2 separate regions of the Triticum aestivum genome follow, and region 2 is linked to region 1. The links are chromatin contacts, called in public Hi-C maps. All regions are on one chromosome and are shown on one strand. Each heading gives the region's core, a stretch centred on a gene start, on an enhancer-like site or on the middle of the called end of the contact. The rest is flanking DNA. Distances are from core to core; before and after follow the strand shown.

Region 1 (3,313 bases), core at 299-2,798:
CTCTGGCGACCTCCCCCCAGCCCCGCCGCCACCCCATCGCTTGTTCAAGTCAGCAAAGACAATCGCGCAGAAGCTCGAAACATTGCCGCTGATTTCAACCCTTCCTCCGCCCCCTCCACCGCCCGAGATGGTCGTCATTGCGCCACCGTTGGTCTCCGATGTCAATTAGTGGTCGGGTGCCCTCCTGTTGACCGCCCGACCTCGGTTGAGCTGTTGGCATCGTACGGAGCTCTCGGTGCTCGGGTCGTGTGCCGCCGGCAGAGTTGGCCACACCCCCGCCTCCCAGTCACTTGTGAGTCCTGTCCTAAGTGGCCCGATGATCTCCTTGGCCCCAGCGACTGAAATCATGCTCGGTTGTCGACGATTGTCAAATCCGCCTCCCGGTCTCCCAACCGCTGAATCTCATATTTCAATTGCTTTCTAATTTTTTGACACCAGTTTTTCATCATCTGTTAGAGCAGAGCAGTCCCATGGCTAAAACCCCCTTCTCTCTTCAACACTATAATAATTTTGACATCATCAAATTTTATATGTTTGAGTGGAAGGACGGACGCACTCCCGTATGAGGGCATCTTCAAAGCTGACCCACAAATGCCTTCGGTATATGTTCATTTTTATGTCTGAACCCTGGTCTCCACATGCATATGCAGTGGAGGTTTAAGTGTCCGGTTTAAAGATGGCGTGATACCGTGGACGAGAATCTGCGTCCCGTGCTCCCATGACGCGGAGCTGATATTGCGCCCGCGGGAAAACCGACAGCACGAAACCCGTCAGGCGAGATGCTTGTGCTGCGACCCCACCGCTGACGGCACGTGAACTGGCACGGTGCCAGCCACGGACGCACGTCAGAGCTGTGGTGGAGCGTTTCTGGACCGATTCGCGTGACAGCGTGTCTTCTCCCTCGGGCATCCAATATTCCCACGGGATCCGCCATTGTTTCTTCTTCTACTATAGTCCGGTGGGCCGGGTCGGGTTATGTGTGCACGTTTCACTCGTCAACGATGTTTCAGCGTAGCGTAGTAGTACATGTATTAGGAGTGCTGGGTGACACTCCTACTCAGCAACCTACATCGAGCATCTTCTTCCTTCTTTAAAATGCTTGGAAAGCAGTGTACCTACAATTCTTCTTCGTTCAAAATTTGAGATATGCATGGTTCTTTATGTATGTATTCAAGTCAGGCCAGCTGCTAAGCATACCCACATATGGACCCATGATACGGATCGTGGCGTCGTTTTCGTCCTCATGTGTTACTATTATAATACTGTACTAACTACTACTCCTTCTATAAAGTAATGATCTAAACGCTTTTATATTAGTTTACTGAGGGAGTAATATAATATAATTATATTGCAAAATAAAGTACAAACGGATCGCCGAACAAATGCAACAAAAAAATAGTTTTCTCTAGACAAGAAAACGAACATATTCCAAGAGAAAACACCAGAAAAATGCAGCGAAGAGACAGCCAGCTACACGGACAGACAGGGCGGAGAGAGCGATCTCCCTCCCCCCTCCGCCCCATAAAAAACGGAACAATCTCCAACTCCTAGCGGCCGCCTCTCTCTCTCGTCTCGTCTCGTCTCTCGTCCCAATCCCATCGCCCGGCACTCTCCCCCGCTCGTCTCCTCCCCGCACGCATCACCCTCTCTCCCCTCGCCCGAGAGAGCCCACACGCAGACCCAACCAACGCACCGCGTTGAGAAACCCCCGAGGAACGACGACCCCAGGAGCAGGCCCCCATTGCGGCATGGCTGCGGCCGCCGAGGTCTGGCAGCTCGTTGGCGCCGCCGCGGCCACGCTCCTCGCGGCGGCCCTCGTCGCCGCCGCGCTGGGGCGCCAGCGCCAGCGCCGCCGCCGTGGGGCTCCGGTCGAAGGGATCCCCGCGCCGGAGGACGGCTGCGCGGTCGCTGACGGCGCAGGGAGCGCGGCCGTGGACGGCCCGACGGACGTCATCATCGTCGGAGCCGGGGTCGCCGGATCTGCCCTCGCCTACACGCTCGGAAAGGTGACATGTTTTTCTTTTGCTTACTTCTCCGTCCTTGCGTTCCTCTGGTTAGGCAGGGAGCTCCTGTTTCTTTTAGACTGGAAAAAACTTGTGGTTCTCGTTCCTTGCAAGAACGAAGACCGAATTTGTACTCAAAGGAGAACACGAGATTGAACTGGTATTCGACAGCGCAGGGATCAAAATTCCACCATGAATGTTCCGAAGGATCAAGTAGACAATCTAAGAACAAAACACCTCTCGTTTCAGTTCAGGAAGGCAACTGCTCTGTCATGCTGTCCTCGATTCCTAGCCACCTTTTTCGTTAAAAAAGGTCATGTAACGGCTTTTCATCTAGGGTAGGTGCACGCAATTCATGTGACGGCTCTTGATCTGGGACAGATGCATGCAGGGAATAATTGTGATTGGTTGCAATCTCCTTTTTTGCATGTTTTCACCCGTAGGTGAAAGCGAAGTCTGTTGTTTTTGTGTTTGGGGACGTAGAATTCGTATGGTGCTGAGAAGGTGTTGCCTAAATATCATGTCATGTAACTCTAAATAGGGGGGTCCGGGGGGAATCTCTTCCAAAAAGCCGCGGTACAAAATTTACCACCCTGTTTCCACGCATGAATCAATTATTGCTTTCTGGTGGTCATGGCACGCTTCACGATTGGGCGGACAGAAAAGAGGGGGAAAGAACTGTGGGAGAATAATACACACAAGAAATTTGTTTTGATAAGTTTGTTATTTGCCTTGCAAAAAATCATGCCAGGGCTGCCCTGCAAGTTTTGCTGAAATTACTTATCTTCTTTCTGGCTAAATTAAGGAGAACTGTAAATTACTCATAAATGGGCAAAGAGGAGGAAGAGTCATCTGTATTATCTTCTCTCTTTCTCTAGTCTTTTCCATGCCCTCTTGTTCAACCTGCTCCAACAGAGACTTGATGTCCTCTAGCTTTGCACAATTAATGAGATGCTCAACTACTTTGAGGACCCACTTTATTTTCTTCTGTGGCTTACAGCAACTCCGACAATGATATATCATCAATACGAAAATCTTGAACGAGTTATTGAACTTGATTTTTTTTTTGTTTTGTTCGTAATAACTCCACACAGTGAATCATAGTTCAGACAACAAATTAAGGAAGAAAAGTTCCTTTTATAATTGTCAGAGGTTGTGTACCAGCCAATAGTGATAAAGTACAGATCCTCATGAAAATAAAAGGAGAATTACCGTGATGACCCTAGTTTCATCTAGATTTTTTGGACATAATAACAAGTAAAAATGCAATTCTGCTGCTCATCATGATCGAATGGTGCATTACTGTTATC
Region 2 (3,402 bases), core at 21-2,520, 370 kb before region 1:
ACAGCTCAAGGACGACGACAGCCGGTGGAGCAGAGTACAGCCCGCTGGTTGATCGTTTGCTTTCCTTGCTGGCAACATACTCTGATTCAAAGGGCCCATGAATTATCCAGGGCCACTGTTGAGATAGCATGGATGCTCCCAGCTGTGCACAAAATGCTGATGTTTGTTGTTGCTATAAATTGCTGCTGGAGAATCGAAGGAACCCCCCTGTAGTCTATACAAATAAGTGGTTCTCTTCAACATGATGGTAAAAAATACCGGCGACTAATTGGGTTTTATATCTGGCCTGGCCCCATACTGGCCGGGCCGATCTCGTATTTGTTGTAGTATGAAAGGTGGTGCGAAATGCCTATGGTCAGTACAGTGTAATTCTGTTTCATTTTGATATATGGAGTGGTACTGAATATCCAAAGCTAGTATTTTCTCCTGTGATGCCATGAACTAGCTTGACAGAGTAGTAGTCCCGCTTCTGCAGTGGACGTCAAAATCTTGCCGGGCAACTGTCTTTTGATCTCCATTGGTTTACAGAGGGAGTATGTCTCAGTCTTGCTGCTTTTGGTCGTTCGTTTAGATTCTTTGTTTGCTACTCTCGCCTGATCATTTGCTCAACTGCTTCGTGTTACCTGATGCTTTGAGTTTGAGATTCCTCCTTTGGCTCTCGCTAGCATTTGGTCTGTTTACTTCTAAAAAGGAAGAAGGCCAGAGACAGCGGAAATCCAAGACAGTAGTCGTCACTCAGGTCAGGGGCACTGAGGTGTAGTATTACACCAAACCCTTATTATTGATGGAAAACCTATCAATCTATCAGAATAGATCATGCCATATATCATCAATCGATTTGAATCGTCACGCTTTTCGTTCATTTCAGCCACGCCAACAGACACAACCACGGATCCCGATTCAGAAGATTCTGAGAACGGCGAGTTAGGCTAAGACTTAGGAAGGGCATTTCGACCCTGCCCTAGTTCTCCATCATTTCACAGTATTTAGCCAGTTTGACACCTTTTTGTCATTATTATCACGCGTGCCGACTAGCTACTGCCTACTGCCGATCACTTGTACTACAAGTGTCCCAAATCTTGCTTAGCAGGGACAATATGTCTCTCATACTCCGTCGTGTGTACAACCATGCTAGCTACCCCGTCAGCCAGTTACCCGTCGCCATCGGCGTATTCATGCCGAATCCCTGACGACCCATACTCGACCGTCAGATGCGCATCGGACGGCGCCGCACGCCGCCCCGATCTTCTCCGGACCCATGCGCCTTTATGAGCAAGAGCGACGTGCCCGGCCGCCCCGGAAATGTGGGAGTGGGAGGTGCGCGTCCGTCCACGACGCAGAAAGCCTGCAACGCTGCTGCGCCACATGACTCGCGGCACGGCCACTGGTGGAGGTCTCGTGTTGCACGTACACCTTTCTCTACCAGCCATATCTTGTTGCGGTTGACCGACGCTTAATCTTTGATCGTTTTGGCTGATCCGGCGACAAACATTTCAATCACACAGTTGGGTCGCATTTACGCCGAATCTGACCCAGAACAACAATTTCCTCGTGGCCCGATTTCGGTGGTCCGCTCGTATAATTCCCAAGCTGCTGGCAGTTAACACGCTAAGGCAAATCATTCGGGAAAAAATGCTGCTGGCAGTTAGCACTAGCGATCACCACTGGTTAGGCATGGGGCTGCTGCTGTTTCGTCGACCGGTCGACGGATGATTGAGGCGGCATTTTTCTTTGGAGCACTGCTGGTCGCTAGGCGCGGTACTACACTGGTACGGCACTGGTCTTAGGGGTGGACACGAACTAGTTCAAGAGCCCTATCATTTTGGCCAGGAGCGCACATGCTGACGAACTCTTTCTTAATTTTCAAAAGTAGCCAGACTGAACTGTAGTAGCTTGGACCGCATTTCGTGGTGTGATATGTTAGTAGATTAAGATGTAGATCGGGAGTGCTTTCTCTAGTTTAGGATGAACTGATAAACAGTAGAGCCTACGCCACCATTCGATAGTTATCGATAACAAGTAGGGAAAGTTCATGAAGGCACTACCTATTTGGAGACTTGCAGAAACAGACAACACATCAAACTCAAGCCCTTTGTGGAGTGCTACTACATGCCATGACATTTACCCAAGAAAATGCGTGCCTCTTTTTATTTTTTTGTGACGGAGGAAATTGCGTGCCTCACAAACCAAACGACCAACGCCATCAGTATGTTGGTCCATGCCATGAGTATTCGTGGTACCGCGTACATGGTTGGGATTTGAAAATCTAGGAATGATGCAAACAAACGATTATTTTTCTTACCCCTACGTGAGCTAACGGCGTATGACTGGAGCGAGCGGTCAACCAGACCACAGCTCCGCTCACCCCAAAGGCCCAAACCACCGATCTCGCACGGCAAAAACGAAGCAGCCGGCTGCTACTTGGTTTTTCAAACATAAATTATTTTGAAACAGTTTCTTTTTTTTTTGAAACAGCAAACATAACTTAAGAACAGTCGCCACTTGCGAGCAGCCGTGGACTGGCTCGAACAACTCAGAGCATGCTTGGATACGTTTTAGTCCCATGACTAAAAGTAGTGGGACTAAAACTTGCTAGTCTCACCCATGCTTGGATCCAAATACTAAAGAGACTAAAATCTAGTTATTGAGCATTTATTATCCTCCAAACCCTCCAATCCAGAACTAAGGAGAGGAATTAAATGAGGAGAGAGAGAGCTAATACATATTTTAGTAGGTTTCCCATGACTAAAAGATTTTAGCCTCAAGACTAGTCCTAGCCTCTCTTTAGTCAGGGGTGCTTGAAACTTTAGCCTCTAAAAGAGACTATTTTTAGTCAGACTAAAAATAGTCCCTTGTATCCAAGCACCCTCTCACTCCTGCTAATACAATCCGTAGACTATACCCTTCTGTTTTTTCGAGTCAGAGTTGTGTCAGGACTATGAGACTTCGTTGATTCTCAGGAGTTTGAGCGACACGAGACGAGTCAAAGATGACTTTTGTACTCAAACTTCGGAACATATCAAGTGATAGGGGAGGTTAAATGCTCCCATGCTGCAATGTAATTTCTGCCGTTGGATCTCACATCCTCCAATGGTCAACATCGGTGGGATGTAAACCAGGGCGCGATTATGGACTTCCTGAAGAGCCCTTCTAAAAATGTTAACATAGGTGGGAATAGGTTGAGATACATGCTCCAGTGCAGAAAAATGGATTAGAAAATCAAATGTGTGTCAATGGGTGCATGCTTTTCCACGTAAAAAATGAGAATGAATTTCAAACACCTCAGCGTTGTCGCTCGGCCGCAAACATTAAGATATATGGTTTTTAAATTCTAGTAAATCTAAAACTTGTCTGAATTTCATGAAACTTGGCATGCTATCATGGAATGGCATCAACATGTTG

The links. Hi-C and Micro-C count contacts between places; a contact is called where the count stands out from the background.
Region 2: a Hi-C map of leaf shows a contact between it and region 1, with 8 times the contacts expected there. The contact joins the enhancer-like site here to the promoter of LOC123092891 in region 1. A contact is called at or near these places in 3 of 5 Hi-C or Micro-C datasets (all in leaf) and 1 of 1 datasets of contacts at active chromatin or transcription factors (leaf).

Annotation. Positions count from the first base shown.
Region 1 is chr4B:490,977,844-490,981,156 of IWGSC CS RefSeq v2.1, reverse strand. LOC123092891 (squalene monooxygenase SE1) reads left to right here and starts at 1,548. Exons shown (of 8, transcript XM_044514739.1): 1 at 1,548-2,006. The coding sequence starts at 1,749.
Region 2 is chr4B:491,344,564-491,347,965 of IWGSC CS RefSeq v2.1, reverse strand. LOC123092892 (protein SHORT HYPOCOTYL IN WHITE LIGHT 1) reads left to right here. Exons shown (of 3, transcript XR_006444922.1): 3 at 1-412. Among protein-coding and RNA genes, the nearest start is that of LOC123092892, 6.3 kb to the left of the region's middle. Within about 2 kb of position 1,270, at least 4 of the 8 cell types and tissues checked have an H3K27ac peak or open chromatin away from gene starts, as enhancers often do. A contact at or near this core is called in leaf, where this site is marked.